Regions from separate parts of the Mus musculus genome. Here regions 1 and 3 are each linked to region 2. Evidence: chromatin contacts called from public Hi-C data. All regions are on one chromosome and are shown on one strand. Each heading gives the region's core, a stretch centred on a gene start, on an enhancer-like site or on the middle of the called end of the contact. The rest is flanking DNA. Distances are from core to core; before and after follow the strand shown.

Region 1 (3,429 bases), core at 140-2,639, 210 kb before region 2:
CCTCTAGAAGTTTGCACAGAGCCTCTGAGATGGCCGACCAGGCAGGAGGGATGACTGAAAAGGATATCTTCAAACAGATGCCCTGGCATAAGACACAATCGACTAGCCAAGTTGTTTGTCAGCCTTGGCCTCAATGACTTCTGCTTTTCTGCAAAAGGGTCCTGGAGGGGGAGAGGTATTAATTTCAGTGTATGTTAATGTTTGGTATAAAGAAAATTGTGGAAACTTACATCTTAAATTAGCCCAGCCATCCAGCTTGAGACAAAGTGCCAATCCTATCCACTAGACTATTGTATCTCCCCCTCCCCCCAAGTTCTAAATAAGTCATAAGAAGCCTGTAGATCATAAAAGAAACCTCACTGCAAAACAACTCATTCTCCCTCTCTCTCCCTCCCTCTCTCTCTCTCTCTCTCTCTCTCCCTCCAAGTCAGGAGGTCTTTAATTTTAATTTCCTGTCACATGTGGAAGGTACACTGAGTAACTGGGAAAAAGAGTTTGGATGAGCAAAGCCCCAGCTGAGCTAGTGGATAGAGGTTTGTGGGGAGTTGAGAAAATAGGAGGTAGTTAGTAAGGTGGGAAAATAAATTGATAAGCACACACACACACACACACACACACACACACACTACAAGCCCCCTTGATTGTTAAGATTAATTCTGATCAAATATATGAACCCCAAACTATTAAATTTTTTGCAATTCTTGGGTCTCAGCTATAATTGGAGTTGAATGTTCTGGGGAGATGTTTAACCGTTGTGTGGCTCCTAAAGAGAATCCTTAGACAGCCCTCCGCCTACACACAGAGACATACAGGCAAACCCACTCCCCCAATTCCTGTTTTCATATATAGTATCTTCATTTCTTACCTTCCCTAAAACAGTGTCATATTTTCTTGTGTCAGGGAATAAATGCGGGACACTGGATATTTCCATGCAAAAATACAAACCACGAGGATATAGTCCCCAAACTCTCACTTTTCACTTTGCATCCACAGACAGGAATGGCCACCATGCACTCTTTAAGCTGTGACAGCACATGATCGGGGACAATTGGCCAAATAGTGAATATTAGGGGAATTCTAAAGCCCCAGTGATAGACAAGTTGCCATCCACCTACAAAGGGTAAAAGAAGACATCCTGAGCAGACAGGGTAGGGAAAGCATCCCATGTTTTCTCTTGCTTTCTGTTCCCTGGGAGAGTCCTTGTGAGCACAAAGCCACGAAAACAATAGGCCCAGCTGCAAGGGCAGTAAGGCAATTTATTAGGGAGATGACATTTTTAATGAGAACCACTTGTGGGAGGAGAACAAAGGGCCTGTTTGGTCAGAAGGATGCTCTCCAGTCTCCTCTGAAGTGCATGAAAAAGTAATTTTGTTTTTTCCGCGTCATACTGCAAGCCGTGGAATTTCCTCACACCCCAGATGTTGTCCAGCACAGATGCTGAACAAATGGAGCAACCATCCCACGAGTATTTCAAAAAGGAAAAAAGAAAAAGAAAAAAAAAAGGTAGCTCAGGGGATTTTTATGAGTTTTGTGGCCAAGAAAATCATTAGCAAATAATGAGCTTAGGAAAGAAGGCTGCGGTTAGCAAGATGTGGCCGGACACACAAAACTGTTCACTGCCATCCGAAAGCAAACGGGGAGCTCCGTCTTCAGTAGAGAAAAATAGAAACCTGTGGGTGGAGCTGCGGTATCTGCTTCCTAGTGGGTCTGCTGAAATCAAGTCTTCTGAATATTGTTTTGGCTGGATTCTAAAAATGATTAAACACAGTATGTTTACTCTTTAAAATGTGAAAATCAGAGATTATTCACTGGTACTATTACTTCACACGCCTCCAGAAAAAGAGTAGTTCCAATGTTCTAGCCTCTTTCCTCTGAGAGCGATACTCAGTGTACGCTCAGTCAGCTCTGAACCTCCTCCCTCTCCCTCCCCCTCCCCTTCCCCCTCCCTCTCTCTCTCTCCCTGTCCCTCTCCCTCTTGTTGTCTGTCTCTGTCTCTCACCCTCTCTGTCCCTATGTCTATTTCTGTCTGTCTGCTTGTCTCTGTCCCTCTCTGTCTCTTTCCTTCCCTCTGTCTGTCTCTCTGTCTTTGTTTGCCTCTCTGTCTCTCTCTCCCCCTCTCTCCCTCTCTATGTCTTTGTCTCTATGTCTCTTTCTCTCTCTCCTTCTGTCTCTCCCTCTCTCTGTGTCTGTCTCTTTCTCTCTGTCCATCTTTCTCTCTCTGCCTCTCTGTCTCTATCTCTTTCTCTTCCTCTGTCTGTCTCTCTGTCTCTCACTCCCTCTCTCTTCATCTCTCTGGTCTCAGTCTTTCTCTCTTTCCCTCTTAGTCTCTGTTTCTTCCTGTCTATCTCTCCCTCTGTCTCTCTCCCTCTCTCTGTCTCTTTCTCCCCCTCTGTCTATCTCACTGTCTCTGTTTGTCTCTGTCTCTCTCCTTCTTTCTCCCTGTCTCTCTCTCTGTATCTCTCTCTACCTGTGTCTATCTCTGTTTCTCTCCCTTTCTCTCTCTCTCTCTCTCTCTCTCTCTCTCTCTCTCTCTCTCTCTGAAAGTGAATGTAGGGAATGCAGTATAGATGGAGATGGAAGGAAGAAAGTTCAGCCCAGTTTCTTCTTGGACCAGACATCAGGGGCTGCTCTGTGTCCTAGGAAGCAACAGAGGAATTTGCATGGGCTTTCTAAGTCAGTTTCCTTTCCCTACTCAGGCAGAAGCTTGCCTATGTGTCTTAGGAAGGCCCTGTTGCACCATGTTTCAGGTCAGAATTCAAGAACTAATGGTGTTTGAAAAATCAAAGCAAAAGCAAGCCTCTGATCCGAGTTTCAGAATCTCACAGGGGCACCATCAGCTGCAAAGGCTCCTGGCATGCAGGACCACCAAAGATATAGTACACAGGATGCAGAGCAGCTACAGGAAAGATCATGGGAGAATCCAAAAGGAAGATGCTACTATCCATGAGCTAAGTGGACAGGAATCCTCTAAAGTCTTGCCAGGCTTCCAAGGAACAGGACTCACCAGCAACATTGTCAGTATCATCTCAGCTCTACCTTTATCAGCACTCACCAAACCAGTCAGTAGTGGCAGCTCAGAATAACCTGGGAGACTTCTTAATCCCCAAAGCATATTAAGGCATGAGACCCTCAAAGCTCACAAAGATTAAGTAAAATTGTCCCAGGTCACGCAGCAGATCATGGTGAGGAAGGTTCCCAGGGCCCTGTCAGCAGCCATCTTGGTCCGTCCCACTCGGTAATTGGTCCTTGCATAAATTTATGGGCCATGCTGGCATCTGTTGGGCTCAGCAAAGCAGATCTATAAACTACCATAAACAGACATGCAAGCCATATTTTTAACCTCACCAGAGGATTGTACCAAAGAACGGTTCCATCTAGCTGGGGAAATGGTTTTAAATAAACATTTCAAAGGAAGTAAATCATCTTGAG
Region 2 (3,251 bases), core at 69-2,568:
CTCTGGTGAGGTAGGGTGAGGTAGGTGCAAGAGAGTTGATGGGCTGTACAACTGCTGAAGGGGTCAGTCCTGGAGAACTAAAGCTGCAGGATCCCCATGACACAGGGCAATACACACACACACACACACACACACACACACACACACACACACACACAGAGAGAGAGAGAGAGAGAGAGAGAGAGAGAGAGAGAGAGAGAGAGAGATTGGCACTTTATAATTTGCCCTCTAGGCACAATTGCTGGCTGTTACTATATCCTAACTGGAAAAGCATGCCCTTAGCAATTTATTATCTCTGTCTCTCCACTTGCCCTAAACTTCAGTGGCTAATCCTGCCTAGACCCTGCAAAACATCCTTGGCCACCCGCCTGTAGCAGAAGCCACAGGACGGAGCTCCCCCCTGAGACACATGGCTTCTGTGTTCTTCCTCCAAAGCACAGCTGAAAGCGCCTCTCTTCTTTCTTGCTCCTTTTTTCCTCCTAGGACCCAGAAGTCCCATCTGTACCTTCCACCCACCAATTAGCTCCCTGCTTTCTTGACTGACAAATCAAGAGCCAATTGGGGAACAAGACCTTCGCATCAGAACTACTCCCCCTTCACCAGTGAAGATTCAGTATTGATAATGCAGCAGATAGCAGAGGTCTCAAACCAGATCAATGACTCATTGCAATGTATATTATCAGGTAAAGCAACCGAACAAGAGGGTATACTGTGGGACACACCATGATACACCACACAGTTTCACAGCAAGATGAGTTTTTAAAAGTTTTTTTATTTTTCTCTCTCTCTCTCTTTTTTTTTTTTTGTTTGTTTTTATTTTTGTCTTCTTGGGGGTGGTTTCAAGGGCAGAGGGAAGATATGGAGGGATTGAGAGATGAGTGGGGTTGAGATGAATGATGTGAAATTCACAAGAATTCAGTAAATAGTTAAAGAAGAAGAGGAAGAGGAAAAAGAGGAGGAGGCGGAGGAGGGAAAAGACATAGTGCTTAACCCTCCATCCCCATCTGCTCTTATTTGAGTCACTGGTGTCACCTTAAGTGCTCTGCATCTGTCTTGAAAAATTAGAATGAGGCTGTGAATTTTACAGCAAAGCTCTTAAAAGAGCATTTCCTCAGAGAAGGGAAATGACATGGAGCACTGCCCACTGACAGCCTCTTTGACCTCAGAAGTAGCACCTCAATTTCAGTAGTTGCCAAAACAAGAAACAAAAATCATAAAATCCAGATGGACCGGGTGGGAAAAGGTCAGCCCAGCACTGCCAGGAGCTGAGCTAGCAGTGCTTACCAACAGCCTGAGTTGCTGTTACCTCCTCCTCACAGCTGGGTCATCCACCCAAGTGACGTTCTCATCCCCACATGTGTTGATTCTCTGTTGCACGGTAGAGCTCACAATTTATCACACATGGAATTTCGTTCCAGGGGTCACCACACTCCCAGATCAGCTGCACTCTCGCTTCCAAGCAAATGAGGCATGACATAGCAAGTGTGTCCCCGTATGTTTCTCTTTCCCAAATGTGATAGTAAATCAATACCAGTCCCACGGGTTGCAGCGAACGTAAATGTGCTCAATCTGGGCCGGTATACTCCCAGCCTGAGGCCAACAATGGCTGAACAGCATTGAATGCTGAAAGACCGTTCTCTCTCTCTCTCTCTCTCTCTCTCTCTCTCACACACACACACACACACACACACACACACACACACACACACGAAAATGCTTACCCTTTTGAAAATGATATAAGCCCAGGAAGGACAAAGTGAAGCATCCACATTTATAGACCATTATTATACTTCATAGGTTTTCATGGGCCCTTGAGAAATATTTCTGAACAACCTGACCGTGCAATGACAATTCAAAGCAGGAAGCAAGGTGAAAATGTGTGAGGCAAATACAACTGTACTGCATCCAAACAGGAATTCTCTGAGTCATGGACACTACCCACAACAGCGTCAGAAATGTCAATAGTACTAACAGCTTTTAGGGCTTATTCACGTAGCAAAGGCCATAATGCAGTATACTACAGCTACAACGAGGCCCAGGTTTTGCCTGCTTAGATTAACTGTAAGCTCTCAAGTGTGCCCTTCCTGAAAGAAGTCTTTTTGTCAGTGTCATCACTATGAATTGGATGTGCATATCTCTTTATAATGATGTTGACACTGTAGCTGTCAGTGTAATGGTATTTGGGAGTGCTGTATTGGGGAAATAATTGCCCTGAGAGCGGTTGTTAAGAAAAAGGCCCACTTTGTACTACATGAAAGAAAGTCCACACTAGTGCCTAGAAACACATCTGCCAGACAAAGAAGGATACCATTACCAAGGTCTTGAACATTTAGCATCCAGAAATAAACTGCCATTGTTTATAATATCCTGGCTATGATGCTTTTAAATAGTAGCCCAAGATAACTGATATAGTAGATAGCATTTGTCCAACCAAAATATAACAACTGAAACTGGTATCCACCAATAAACCACTCTAGCTTTACTCTGCAATGGCACTGTGCTTTGCACCCACTCGCGTCACCCTCAGTGTTCTCCTTCTTCCCTACCTCTGGTTGATTTTCAGGTGGTTCTTATTATTCCCTTCTCCCTCACTAAAATGCAGCTTCCATTTTCTCCTAAAGACTCTAGGCTGCAAAGCTTCTCCCTCTGCAAATCTATAAAAATGTTTAAAATGTGTATAAATGGAAGCCCACTGCTGCATCTGAAATCCCCTTTCATGTTTGCGCATAATGCCACATGTCCTATAATGCCTCAAAGAACAGTTTCCAATGATGATTTCTGGTCTCAATTCATTGTGTCATTACATTTTAATCTCTGGTAAGGATTCAGCCTCTGGAGGAGGGGGCTATAAGATGACAAAGGCCTGGGAACCTTGTGAGGCTCCCTCTGTGTGATGGCCCCCCCACACCTGTATCCCTGGGTAAGCAGCTAAGCCTTTATCAATTGCTTTTTCAGGTTCTTGCAGAATGTGCATAATCCCTTTGGAATGTTCTCAGCCTTACCCTCCTCACGACCTTGTAAGAAACCAGAGTATGTAAAGATGAAATGCTGGAAGTACTCAGAAAACCTGTTTCCAAGCTCTGAGTAGAAGGTGGTGGGGATTAAAGAGAGTGGGTGACTTAATGTAACTCTGAAACTCGTGCAATAAGTACATCTCAGTTATTTTGCCAAAAAGGAAAAGAAAAATTCCAAGAAAAGACCTCGTAAACATCCCTGCTCTCTATCTATCCCAACCCTGAGGGTGTGAACCC
Region 3 (3,372 bases), core at 676-3,175, 160 kb before region 2:
TTAGATAGTTCATACCTAGAGTGATATATGTATTTCAAGCTACATTTTGAGAGGTCCCAATCTGTTCTAAGTAACATTTAAATGCATGGACATTTAGATGCAGTGCTACAAAACAATCAAACAAACAAACAAATAAACCAACAGTCTGAGACATTTAGCAAGAACAATTTCCTGAATTCAAGATAAGTTTACACCTGGATTATACTATGTATTCACGGCAGGTTCCTGTCTGTGAAGCAGAAAGGAATGTATGCAGTCAAAACAAGTAAACACAAGAAATCCAGTCTAAGCAATGTGCGTTCAGCCCTTGTACTTAATTAAGCCTCCTGAAGACTCTGTATTCTCACACAGTAGAAGGGGCTGAGAAGTTCAGAGATCGCTCACACAGGACAAAACTGAGTTTGCATTCTGCCCCAACAAAGCAGCCTGTAGTGTGTTCATGTTTACCCAACACCATGGTTTCCCCAGTCACACTTCTCAGCTCTACTACAACACGTAAAGATTTCCAACAGGCAACTCCAAGTCTTAAGGTAGAGCCTGGCTGAGTAAGACTCTGGATTGCTTTCTCTAAGATATCTTTGTTATTACAGAGACAGAGCCTTCTTCAACCTACCCATTGGTCATCCTTGGCATCTCATTTTGTATCTTATGATGGAGAACTGCCATCTGGAGAGCTTTCTTTCAAGGTCTTTCTCAGACACACCACCAAAATGATTATATTTTCCATCCTGTTTTCCAGGAATCAGCAACAAGAAAAGAAAAGAAAAAAAAGTTTAAGCCCTGCTCATTCTACCCTCTAAAACAAACACTTTTTGATTATAAAGGAAGAACTAATATATCATATATATGTTATTATACATTACCATTACAATATGTTATATCATATTATATAACAAATAATAATATGTATTATTGTATATTATATTATAAACATTTCATATACATGCATATATACACATATAATCATACATGATAATTATAATTAAAGGATAATTATAATAATTATAATATAATATATAACAAAATAAAATAATATATAATAAACAATACAACATTATGTAAATTATATCTAATATATAATATATATTATTCATCATATTTTTTTTCTCTGTAGAGGAGAGAGACTGAGTAACTGAGTCTATACCTCAGATTCATGCCTCTAACTACTTCTATGCCACTAAAATACAGGGAAAGAGCATAAAAGGAAGGAGATGAAGAAGCTGGGAGAACATGAAGGCACTTTTGGATTGTGAAGCAGGATGGTCATTCAGACCTAGGTTTAACTGTTGCTTCTTTTAAAAGTGGTGCATGGGAGCAAACGTTCCCTGTTTGTCTAAATGGTCTTATGAGATTATCTGCAGGGGGCACAGACTTAGAATCCATGTAGAGACACATCCTTCTTTTCGTTTCTCAATGCCCTGTTTTGTTCCATTCCGTGGGATGGTTTCTTGAGGATCACTCATTTATGATGCTCAAGAGGACAGGGCTAATGCTGATGGCTATCATGCATTGAAACACACTCAGAAATGGCCTCCAGGACAGCTTTGATGGAGTATAACTACACAATGCTCAGGCTCCCTGCAGGCTATTTGTAAATGCAGCACAAAGCTCCAGGAGACATGGTCCTCAGAGGAGGAGGACGATTGGAACAGTACCAGGCCAGCTGCCTCTTCCCACCTCTGACTCACATACTTCCTCTCCAGGCTGGAATCTGATGTTGCCAAGACAGCTGAAAAACTCAGTAAATTTTTATTTAAATAGAAGCTAATCAAGGAGTTGAGCTTGGATATGGATTCTGATTTCTCTGCTGCTATGACTCCATGATTGCCCAACATCACCAGCCACTGCATTCTCAGCACCAAAGCCCACTCCCAGGCCCTACGCTGGCCAAGTCCAGCAGTTTTGGCTGGGCATGTCTGAGGCCAGACTTAGCAGTTCATCATGCCCAAATATGGCAAGGGTCCTAGACGGCAGAAGCATCACAGCTGGACTTGAGGTGAGTCAAGTCAAAATGCATTTCTCTTCACATGGGAAGCCATTTTATATCGTGTAGATGGTTTGGGCTGAATGTAGAGGTACTGCAGGCATGGAATAAAAATCCAAAGTAACATTTATGAAAAACATCTTATAAACTATCTCCTGAAATGACTACTGTAAAAGTTACTTTAATCCAATGAAGAAATGTAGTTTATTATTTATACATGTCATATTAAGAGCTCATTTCATTATTTTATGTATGTCCACTTTAATGCAGATTTTTAAAATTATAATTGTGTAATATCTTTTAACACTTTTTTAATCTTTTAATTTCCCCTGAGTTTATTTACCTGTATAATAATTAATATAATAATAATTATGTAATTATAGTAATAATAATAAAATGCTCACTATATAATCACAATGTGGTATACATAGTTCTCTAAGTGGACTGTATATATACAATAACAACAGTCATACCCTTTGTTAAATAGGTAGATGCCCTGTTAAGGGTTCTTAGCACATGCAGATCCAAAGCACACGAAATACAAAGGGCACAAGAAAACCTTGAGAAGTGTCTTCTATGTTCAATAATACATCCAAACTCAGAGTACATTCAATATGTGTTGTTCCTTGTACATCCATTGTGTATAAATAAAGCCATTAACACTCAGCTGCCCTGGAGCCTCTTCTACCCTCAGAACTCAGTAATTAACTTTCTCTCTGTTTGGTTTGATCCAAACTAGAAATCTCACAGGACATAAGCCCTAAATGTCAGGATCTATTTTTGAGAAGATTTGGGTGGTGAGCATTCTTTCAGGGATGCAGATGAATATGTATCAGTCATACTTCCTGGTCCTCAGATAAAGGACCCTCTCCTCCCCTGCAGTGTGACAGTGGTGACTCATCCCAAGATAGCACCACCATCCCCTTTTCATCCCAGCCTCTTGCCTGTGCCTCTTTCATATCTGATGTATCCGTTTAGGGAACTGTGCCCTTTGCCTGAGGCACTTCACACTCAGAAGTGTAATCTGTCACTAGGAATTATCTTTTTTTTTTCCAAGAAGAGGACATCTTGACAGGAAAGAAAGCAAAAGTCTTCTCATTAGAAAGAAAATATTGATTATGGTTGCCAACTTTTTTCATTCACGGGACCTTTAGCTCAGCTGAGACATCCAGTCCCTTGGATGCCTGGTTTCTAAAACTATAAATTTAACATCTCAGTTTCTGTCACACTTCGCCTGTTACTCTGAGTAGAAAGTAAGTGGGCAGATGACTCATTTGACTCATTGAGCTTGCTCACAGCAGCCTGGCAGTCATGGATGATATGAATTCCTCTTGCTCCAGTCTAGAAAGGCAGCTATGGACTAATGTGTCTTAGCTCCCAATCCTAGC

Evidence for each region. Hi-C and Micro-C count contacts between places; a contact is called where the count stands out from the background.
Region 1: a contact with region 2 is called in a Hi-C map of muscle stem cells, with 3 times the contacts expected there. The contact joins two enhancer-like sites. A contact is called at or near these places in 3 of 484 Hi-C or Micro-C datasets (muscle stem cells and uterus).
Region 3: a Hi-C map of muscle stem cells shows a contact between it and region 2, with 3 times the contacts expected there. The contact joins two enhancer-like sites. A contact is called at or near these places in 2 of 484 Hi-C or Micro-C datasets (muscle stem cells and nephron progenitors).

Annotation. Positions count from the first base shown.
Region 1 is chr7:72,540,387-72,543,815 of GRCm38.p6, forward strand. No RefSeq gene overlaps it. Among named protein-coding and RNA genes, the nearest start is that of Gm39035, 240 kb to the left of the region's middle. Within about 2 kb of position 1,390, at least 78 of the 459 cell types and tissues checked have an H3K27ac peak or open chromatin away from gene starts, as enhancers often do. A contact at or near this core is called in muscle stem cells, where this site is marked.
Region 2 is chr7:72,750,308-72,753,558 of GRCm38.p6, forward strand. All of the region lies in intron 3 of Gm36865 (a long non-coding RNA gene), which reads right to left. Among named protein-coding and RNA genes, the nearest start is that of Gm36865, 75 kb to the right of the region's middle. Within about 2 kb of position 1,319, at least 29 of the 459 cell types and tissues checked have an H3K27ac peak or open chromatin away from gene starts, as enhancers often do. A contact at or near this core is called in muscle stem cells, where this site is marked.
Region 3 is chr7:72,587,681-72,591,052 of GRCm38.p6, forward strand. No RefSeq gene overlaps it. Among named protein-coding and RNA genes, the nearest start is that of Gm36865, 240 kb to the right of the region's middle. Within about 2 kb of position 1,926, at least 49 of the 459 cell types and tissues checked have an H3K27ac peak or open chromatin away from gene starts, as enhancers often do. A contact at or near this core is called in muscle stem cells, where this site is marked.